Linked DNA regions of Muntiacus reevesi: region 1 is linked to region 2. A link is a contact called in public Hi-C data. All regions are on one chromosome and are shown on one strand. The core of a region is the stretch at or near the end of the contact, and the rest is flanking DNA. Distances in the headings are between cores, read along the strand shown.

The links. Hi-C and Micro-C count contacts between places; a contact is called where the count stands out from the background.
Region 1: a Hi-C map of blood shows a contact between it and region 2, with 4 times the contacts expected there. The contact joins the promoter of ZNF407 here to the promoter of PTGR3 in region 2. A contact is called at or near these places in 2 of 3 Hi-C or Micro-C datasets (blood and muscle).

The regions. Positions count from the first base shown.
Region 1 is chr4:4,306,789-4,311,946 of mMunRee1.1, forward strand. ZNF407 (zinc finger protein 407) reads right to left here and starts at 3,794. Exons shown (of 9, transcript XM_065932291.1): 1 at 3,504-3,794.
Region 2 is chr4:3,837,555-3,842,486 of mMunRee1.1, forward strand. It overlaps PTGR3 (prostaglandin reductase 3), which reads left to right and starts at 3,019. Exons shown (of 2, transcript XM_065932289.1): 1 at 3,019-3,761. The coding sequence starts at 3,553. TSHZ1 (teashirt zinc finger homeobox 1) reads right to left here and starts at 1,056. Exons shown (of 2, transcript XM_065932288.1): 1 at 691-1,056. The coding sequence starts at 730.

The sequences.
Region 1 (5,158 bases), core at 2,544-5,043, 470 kb after region 2:
TTACAATTTTCTATTTGTTCTATATCAAGTCTGTTTTGGAGGAGTTCCATATAATAACAACAGTTCCAAGAAACCTTCACTACAGACTGAGTTGTAACTTCCGTCCCCCAACCCCTACCCCAAATTCAGAGTTTGAAGCCCTAATGCCCCATGTGACAGTATTTAGAGATGGGGCCTTTGGGAGGTAGGCTTAGTAAGGTCATGAAGGCGAGGCTCCCAAGACGGGACTGGTGTCCTCCTAAGAGGAAGAAAGGCCAGCATGCTTTCGCTCTGCCACATGAGAACGGAGCAGAAAGGTGGCCACGTGCAAGCCAGGGAGCGCCCTCAGCAGGAATCGGCACCTGGATCTCGGACTTCTCAGCCCCAGAAGCGTGACAGACAAACGTCCGCTGGCTCGGCTACCAGGCCACGGTGTCTCTTACAGCAGCATAAGCCGACAAGGCACTCAAAGTCTCCAGCGTGGAACTCACACACCACCTTACAGTTCAGAAGGGTGCTCCGCGACCTCTCAGAATGAGTGTGAACAGATCGGAGGAAGCATTTAGCAAGCGTGAATAACAGTAAGTTTTGTTTCCTAGACCTCTGGCCTAAGCTATACCAAGGTAAATATAAACTCTGTCTTTATTTTTCCTACATCTGCCGTTTATATCAGACACTGACACATGCTTGGCTCTGTCCTGATCCAAGCTTCTATCAGCCTGATCCCAAGTGACCCCGGACCTTGGTATGATAACCCCACTATTCCTTCAGAGACCAAGAATATTATTCCTCCTTTTGTGCATTTAAAATTATTGTGACCTTATGTCAGCAATATGTATGTCTTCTATTTCAATAAGCTCTGTGAAACTCAAAACCAAAATCATAATGCCTATTATTATCTCTTGCTATTCCACTAAACAGTATAAGGATTCAAGGAGGGTTGTAATTACCAAAGGTCTAAGCAAATGTTGTACAAGTGGGACATTATGCAATAATTCTTTCCTGGAAGAAGGAAATTAATTAGGAAAATGAAAAATTGTTGATTGGAAGACTCTTTTGTGCTGTATTTCATTTTTAAAAAGTACACTTTAAGTTTCAGTTTGGGAAGATAATGTTCTGGAGGCAAATGGTGATGATGTCTACACAATGTAAACGTACTTAATGTCACTGAACTGTACTCTTAAAATGGTTAAAATGATAAATAATATATTATGTATATATCATATTACCACCAAAAATTGATATACTGATAAATTACATTGGGCTTCCCAGGTAGCTCAGATGGTAAAGAATAGACCTGGGTTCAATCCCTGGGTCAGGAAGATCCCCTGGAGAAGGCAATGGCAACTCACTCCAGAATTCTTGCCTAGAGAATCCCATGGATAGAGGGGCCTGACAGACTACAGTCCATGGGGTCACAAGAGTTGGACACGACTGTGACTAACACACACAGTAAATTACGATACCTTTTAAGATTTATATGTAAAACATACTCCTTCATTTCAAGCCAAGTGCCACTCTCATTTCTTATGAGAAAATATTCGTGTAATAAACATTCTTGAGAAACACAAAATTTTAAAAATGTATCAGTCTTAGGTATTTCCATTATGACACGGCTTTAATTTATCCTCCTACTCGTGGATTTATAAACCAGGATTCTTCTCACAACCTGTGATACCTGAGAAACAGATCTCTTCTTTGAGGGGCTGTGAGAGAGGGAGGGAGGAGAATCAGATTAGAAGAGTCTGTTTTATAAGGGCTGGAGAGCTCTCCTCTAATAAAACCACATTAGAATGAATGCTGGGGGAAACGTCCCATCAATCAAGGGAACCCCCATTAACCCTGGAGATCGCACTCAAGGCTGCACCCTGCAGGCTGTCAGCGCTGCTCCCCCGCAGTCACCACTCCCACTGTGGGCCCGTGCTCCATTTCAGCACGGAGCAGCAGGCACTGTATCTGTGTATCTGTCTCCACAACCGGCCCTGAAATCATCTCGGGCAACACGTTCATCTCTCCTTCACCTAGAAGGGTGTCTGACAGGAAGCAGGAAGTGTTTAAGTCAAGTCAGCTGTGCTTTGCTGAACAACAATTGAACTCTGTCCAATCTTGCAGTTTTTGTGCAAATTTGAAATTATTCGAAAATAAAAATTTTTTTAAAAAGACGGGCGGGGGGTACCAGTAGCACTGCGCTGTCCGCAATCATCACAACTGTCTCACATGTCACATCAGAAGACACAAGCTACTGGAGAGTCCTGCCCTAGTGTTCACCAGCTGCGACACTAGGAGGGGGTCACTTCACATGGAGCAAACTTGAAAAGGAGGCTTCCCTGGTGGCTCCGGGTGAATCCGCCCGCCAGTGCAGGCAGTGGACCGGGGTTCCAACCCTGGGTAGGGAAGATCCCCTGGAGGAGGGAAGTATTCTTGCCTGGAGAATCCCATGGACAGAGAGGAGCCTAGCGGGCTACAGTCCATGGAGTCGCACAGACTCGGGCACTAGTTAGTGACTCAGGACTTGAACACAAACTTGAAAAAGAATGAGTAACAAACATTTGAGATTGGAATCCCCGATGTTAACTTTGGTCAAGATTTAATCTTGGTCTCCGTTGGTGAAGAGAATATAATTCCTACTCTACAAGACTGCTGTGCTAAATAAAGCAGAGTATCTGTCAAACGAGCTCCTAAGGATGCTCTGATCATATACGTCCGGTCTTCCCACTGGACTAACACTTCAACGCAGGGCAGGTGCAGGCGGTGACCAGTTCCAAGGGCTCAAACTGTAAAGTTCTCCCTCGATCGGCGCCAGGGCTACGATCATCTATAAAGGAGTCCCGCACATGTGCGCGTGGGTGCCCACCCCGCCCAGGCGTCCTGTTGCAGAGTTCCCCTGGAAAACAACTCCAGCCGTTCACACCGCGGCGCAGCCGACAGGGGTCAGCCGCTGCTGCGGCCCGCGGCGCCCGGCTGGGTCCCGGGCGAGCGACCCGAGAGCACGGAGGACGCGCCCGCCGGCTGCACCGGGCGGGACCCGTGGCGGCCGGCAGCCCGGGCGGTCTACGTCCCGGGCCGGGCGGCTTGAACCCGAGCGGCCGGGTCCCGCGGCCTCCGGCGCTCCGCCCGCCCGGCGTCCGTAACGGCGGCAGCGCGGCTCGGGGAGGCCGGGAGCGCGCGGCCGGCACGCGGCGCGTGCTGCGCTTCCCCGCGGAGCAGCCCGGCGAGGAGAAGCGCCGATCGCGGGCGGGGGGCGCGCGATCGCGGCCTCGGCGCTGACAGCCGGCCCGGCGGGGAGAGCCCGGCGCGGGCTGCGGGCGTGTGTCGGGGGCGTCGGGGCGGCGCCGGGAGGGACCGGCGAGCCGGGAGGGGCGGAGGCGGGGGGAGGGGGGCGGAGGCAGAGCGAAGGGCCGCGGCGGGGCGCCCGGCGCCCATCGGTCCGCGCCCCGGCCCGCAGGCCCCCGCCTCTGGGCCCCGCGCTGACGCCGGACGGTCCCCGCCCCCACGCCCCCCGCCCAGGCCGGGGGGTATCTCACCTGTTTGCCGGCGGGGCCGCTCCCGCTCGCCCCTCTGACTGACTCCTCCGGCTCACCGTCTTCCCTCTGGGAGGAAGGGGCGGGACTTCCGGCTTCGGCGCTTCCCCACTTCCGGCGGCCACCAGGACTACTGTTTCGGGGACGGGGCGCCGGGCATCTTGGACAGAGCCCCAGATCTTGGAACCGGGGTTAGTGAAGGTCAAATCGAGTGCTCCCTACCTGTCCCGACGGGCCGGCGGGCCTGTATGCCTCCCGCGTTCCGTATGTTGCCTCCTGCCGGAAGTCACTGGGCTCTGGAACAGGATGTCCCGCCCCCTCCCCCAGTGAGGAAAACGGAAAAATCCTAGAGGTCGGCTGCAAAACCAAGGGAGACGCGGGTCAATCATTGTGGACGACTGGCGGCGTCCGACCCGGAGGACCAGGCGGGGTTTGCGGGGCTCCCCGAGCGGATTCCTGCCGGACGGTCCGCCGCCCTTCCGACCCCGTGCCCACCAATCCACCCCCACTCGCCCGCCTTCGCGGATCCCGGGGGAGGCCGCTGCCCTGGGCCCGAGCTGGCTGAGCGCTGCCCGGCGCTCGTCTTGTGGGGACAGGGTCTCTCTGGCGCGCCGGGCGCTTGCGCGGCTCCAGGGACTCAGGAAGACCTGAAGAGCGCCTCAAACAAAGGGATCCTCGGAGCCACGGGCCGAATTCCGGTACTAACGGGGAGGCAGAGTTGCCAAAGGTGGTTGTTGGACGCTTTGGCAAGAGAAACCGAAGACACTTAGGGCGTTGAAGACGTCCCCGCCGAATCGTTTTTATAAACGTGAAGAGCACATCGCAAGAAGCACAGCACGACGGAGCCTAGTAGACACCACCCCTCCTGCCCCTTTTCGGGGAACTCTGGGCAACCTGAAGCTTACAGCCTTTTCTCAGGAGACTCAAAGTCCGGATGGAGGACTGCAGCTTGAAAAGTGCGCGGGCAAAGATGCTCAGAGAGGAGCGGGCAGCTGTGCTGCCCCACTTGGGGTCAGTGTAAAGACAGAGCTGGCAAAGGAGTTTTGACTTTATCTCGAAGATATAGGGAGGGGAATTTCCTAAATAATCAGCTTTGTATAATTTTTAAGTAAGTGGAATTTTTTCAGGATAGTATTACAATGATAGGCTTTCTTAGCCTGGCGGATCAGATGATAAAGACTCTGCCTACAATGTAGGAGACCTGTGGTCGATCCCTGGAGAAGGGAATGGCAGCCCACTCCAGTATTCTTGCCTGGAGAAGCCCATGGACAGAGAAGCCTTGGCGGGCTACAGCCCCAAAGAGGGAGACACAACTGAGGGACTAACATTTTAACTTGTCAACCAAAGCAACTGTCAAAGCCAGTTCCAGATCAGTGATTCTGAATCAGAACATTCAGGTGATAATCGTTTTTAAACACTGTCTTATAGAGTATCTTTCACAAACATCATCTGGTCAAATTCTTTTTGTAATCTATATGAAGCCTCATGTCTGTCACCCACAACAGGTAATTGCAGTTTAGAAGAGTCAACTTTTCCCAAGATCACACAGCTAGTAAAGGTGGAACTCGTCTGTAAACTCTACAGCCAGCCTTTTCCAGTCCACCATGCATCTTTTGGATGACAAGGCGATGAATTTCTCAACAGTTACAGTAGCTAGC
Region 2 (4,932 bases), core at 1,769-4,268:
GGCCGCCGGATGACAGGCGATCAATCACACATCAAATCAAGGATGGCAATCCTCTAATAAAACAGAAAACAAGGAAAACCAGCTCCTGCCAGTTCCTCCTCCAGAGAAAAATAACTTTTCTGTTCAATCAGATTCTGCACTATCACTGCCTTGTGCTGGCCTGATCAAAAGACATCTTTAGAGGTAATAAAAAAGGCAGAAGCCTCTCGCACAGGACATTAAAGGCTGCTATTTTCCAGAGAAATCCTCCAACTGCATTCCTTGCGTCCCAGGCCGGTGACCTTATTTCAAGTGTCAGGTTCAGCCTCCCCGCCTCCGGAGGACTTTCCCATCGCGCTCAGGCCGCGGAGGAGCTACGTCTGCCCGGCGCACGCCCCCTCCCGAGGCGGCCAGGAGCTCCGGCGGCCTCCTGGCCTCCCCCGGCCTCCCCAGCCCGTCGGGGCTCCTCGCCGCGCCGAGGAGCGCCGTGAAGTTTCTCCGCTCCGCGCGCCGGCCCAGGTGGGGGGACGCGGACGGCTGCCCCGGGGCGCTGGCGGCCGGGCGCGGGCCGGGCCTCGCTCCCGGGCCCAGAGGGGGAGCGCCGCCCGCGCCCCCGCCCCGCGCGCCGGCCGCCGGGTCCCCCCCCCCCCCCGCCCCCCGCGCCGCGCCCCCCGGCCCCGCTCCCCGCGGCGCGGCCCGCGCGCCCGTTACCTGCCGAGCGCCGGGGGGCCTGCTGCTTCCTCCTCGGCATGCTGCTCGGGCCTCAGCCGCCGCCGGAGTTCGCGGGGCGCGGGGACGCGGGGCCCCGGGCGCGGGCGCAACTCCGCGGCGCGCCCAACTCTGGCCTCGTCCCCGCGGGCTCCGGGCTCCGGGCGCGCCGCGGTCCGCGGGGCGCCGCTCGCATGGACGGCCGCGCCCGGGGCCGCTCAGGAGGCGGCGGCCGCGGCCGCGCGGGCCGCGTCCCGGCCGCCGGGCTGCGGGCGGAGCGCGCGGGGCCTGGGCGCCGAGCCCAGAGTCATCCCCGGCGCGGGCCGCGGGCGCAGCGGCGGGCGCTCGGAGGGCCGGCCCGCGGCCCGCGCTCCATGCTGCCGCCTCCCCGCCGCCGCGGTGCTGCTGGCGGGCGCTCCTCCGGGCGCCGCTGTGGGCGCTGCCCTGCGCCTTCCTCCGCGAGCCGAGAGTCTCGGAGCGCAACTTTCTCTCCCCCTCGCTCCAGGCGGTGCGGGGGTCGCGGCGAGTGTTTTTAGTGCGCGGGTCGCAGCTTGCTCATTGTGCGCCGGCGAGGCCGATCCGGGCTGTCCTTTTCCTCCCCGCACTTAGTCTAAGAGGAAGAAAGCAAACAAGACAGGAGTGAAGCCCCCGTACATACATGCGCCGGGGGGAGATGTCAGGCGCTGCTCCACCTTCCAAACAGTCACAGATCAAACAGTGTCACCCGCCGCCGGAGCGCCACTCGCTGCCCCGCGCTCCCCGCGGGGCTGTGCCGCCAGGATCGCCGCTTCTTCGGAGGCGAAATCTAATGCAAACACATTTTGATCATGGATTTTTGGCCGGTCTTGATCTTCCAACAGAAAAATTTTGAAAAATACACAAAAAGCACCCCCCTTCCTAGAAAAAAAAAAAAAAAGCCAACAACAACAACCCGGAGAGTGTGCGCGAAGGGGTGAAGAGCAGACATTCACTGGGTGGGCGAGATGAGCGTGGACGGTCCCCCCCAAACTCCTGGGAGAGAGGAGATGCACTCTCGCTCGCTCCTCTTTTCAGTGAAATATAACACACATTCGGATCGCAGAGCTTTCAGACAGTCTCAACTGATAGACAGACACATCGAGCTGCTTTTCCGGCTTCAGTTTTTACTCCTCCTCCTCTCGCCAACGTCACCCTGACAATTACAAATAGGTCTCTCACAAACCATACCTGTCAATCTTTTTAATTGCTTTGTTTTCTTTTTTTTTCCCCCCGAGCTAAACAATATGACACAAAAAAGAAATCTTAATACGGCATAACATAAAAGATTGCACGTTGGAGAAAGACATTGAGGGGTTTGTTATTATAATCCACCGGCTGACCGTGGGTGAAGCCCATGTGTTATAAGCCAAGTTGAGTAGACACTAGTTCCTGCAGATTTTTAAACCTGCGAGTCTCCCCCTCCGCCCCCGCTTGTACACTCACACACACGCACCCACGTGGACACAAACTACCCTTGGACGAGGAATGTCCAACATTTGAGATAAAAATACCTGTGTCACTTTTGCAATCCTAGTTTGGGGGTTAGGTGTGATTGCGGAGGGGCACTGCGCGGCTTTTATATTTTGGTAATTAATGGGTAAGTGGACAATAAGGAAACATGTTTCACTACAATGTATTCCTTTAATAAAAATTTAATGATGGACTTTGCTCATTACACACACAAAAAATGTGGAAAATATTTAATCTGGCCCCTCTGTGAAACGTGAATTGATTATTTGGTCAATACAAACAGGGAGATAATTGACACGATGGAATGGCAGATCTTTCTAGCTGGGTTATAAGAAAAGGTCCCCATACATCATGGCAACGTCTCCAGTTCCATTAAGGCCCTCGGCACCCCAACCCCCAGCCCCCACCCCAGAAGTTTAAGATGTTAGTGTGCTCTGGAATTTGACCCTCTGGTATCCAGTATCTGTGTTTCTTTCCCAGTGGGAAACCCGTAACAGTCTTGTAGAGGCCACTTAAAACAGTTATGGAAAAACATGAAGTCTTAGCCAAAATAAATAAAATGGCTTAGTTCGTGCAACTTACATGGGACAGACTAAGGGCAAGAAGGCACGGGCGAGGCGTCGCGAGGACGAGGGCCAACAGCCTGGGTCGCAGGATACCCTGGGCGCCCCCCGCCCGGCGCTGGGTGCTCCTGCGCCGGTACCGGCGCCCAGGGCTCCCCGCCCGGCCTCGGGCCCGGGCCGTGCCCCGCCGCCCCGGCCGCGCTCGGGGTTGATTCGTACCACCTTGCAAGGAAGTGAACGCTCCGCACGGGAAGGGGAGGCGCCTGCGCCGGCCGCCGGGCGCCGCGCAGCTCCGAGGACGCCCCGGGCTGCCGCCGGCTGTGGGCCGCGGCGGTCGCGGGACGCGCGGGTGCCCTCGCCGCCCCCCTCACCCTTTTAGAGGAGTCAAATCCGGCTTTTAGACCGTGGGGAGGGTGGAGATATCCGGTGCCTCCCGGGCGCCGGGAGGAAGGGGGAGGGTGGAGAGAATCCTTGGCCAGTCTGCGCCAAGCAGATTCAAACCAAAACAAAAAGATTAAAGGAGCAGCGGCCGGGGCAGCAGCGATCCCCTGGCCCAGACCCCGGGGGTGGCGCGCCCGGGAACCGCGGGGGCTGCGCGGACTCCCCGCGCAGCGCGCGGCGGGGCAGGAGGGGGGAGCGGGCGTCAAGCGTAGTGGGGAAGTGGGGGCGGGGGTAGCCGAGGGGAGGGCGCGGGCCGGAGGAGGGGCGGACCCGCCCGCTCCGCCCGCTGCGCGGAGCCGAGCCTCGCCGAGCGGCCCGGACTGGGCGCGACCCCGGCCAACGGCGGCGCAGAAAACAGGCAGAGGCGCGGGCCATGCAGAGGCTAGCGCTCGCCGGGACCCGAGCCATCGTGGACATGTCGTACGCCCGCCACTTCCTGGACTTCCAGGGCTCGGCCATCCCTAGCGCGATGCAGAAGCTGGTGGTGACCCGGCTGAGCCCCAACTTCCGCGAGGCCGTCACCCTGCGCCGGGACTGCCCGGTGCCACTCCCCGGGGACGGAGACCTCCTCGTCCGGAACCGGTGAGCCCGGCGCGCGTCCCCCGCCCCGGCCCCGGCCCGCGCCGCGCCGTGCGGCTCCGGGGCTGTCCCGCGCCCGCCGGCGTCCCCACTCCCGGCGCGCGCTCGGGCGCACAGCCCGACTTTGCGAGATCCCGGGAAGTTGAACCCGCCGCCATCTGGCGAAGGCGAGCGTAATGAGACTGTTGCCGGTGTGAATATCCGATGGCACCGAGCGTCCTCATAACGGAGGGTTATTTTAATTTGGGATTCCCCTCCCCTCCCCCAGCCCTCCCTCCTCCTCCCCCTCCCGCTCCCGAAATAAAACCGACGGGACCCAGAAGGGGAGGCTCCCTGCCCGGCCCACCCGCGCGCACCCACGGCTCCAGCGATCGCCTAATCTTTAGGGTGGAGTTGTGAACAGCCTGGACACAAACCGCGACGTTTAGGTAACGTGCTTTGGAGGAAGGAGGCCGGGGCCCCGGCTGGCTGTTCCTGTCCGCTCCAGGTTGGCAGCTGCCTGGCTGTGGTGGAGCCTGTCGTTGGGTGTGTTGGAGTGCACCTCGCCGGTGCCGTCTGGGTGTTGTCAGCTGTGTGTGACTGTCGTCTGTGCCCTGCAGTGTGCCGCGGGGCGCGGGGCGCGCGTCCTGGGCGGCGCGGCCGGGGCGGGGGCATGGCCGCAAGTTTTGCAGACTGGATGAGGCTCGGGTCGTCGCCCGACCTTCGGACTGTCTTTTCCACCTCCACACTGCCCACCTTAATTTGCTTCCATCTCACTAATCCTTAGTAACTGCTGAAGCAACAAGAGGGAAGGGACCTCACTCTGCAGAGCCGTGACTGCGGCTCTGCCGGTGGGTCCCCTAGCTGCCTGACTTGCAGGCGGGGCGTCCGCTTCCTCCATCCCCCTTGGCGAGAGCGGGGCTCGCCCGCCCGGTCAGTCCCGTCTGTGGGGCGAGTGTGGCATATTTCAGGTTGCGTAATACTTTCGGAGGGAGAAGTAACTTTTGGTTGTAACCAGGTTGTCAGTGGTGTGCTCGAAAGCACCCGGTCCTCGGCGAGGACTGAGGGACCGTGTGTCTTATCTAATCAGCTTGGGGCAATGCTGAACGGTCCATTTATAGAGATTCGTATCAGCCTTCCCAACTTGGCTGGGAGACTTCGGAATTCTGACCAGGATGTCAAATTTCTGGGAACC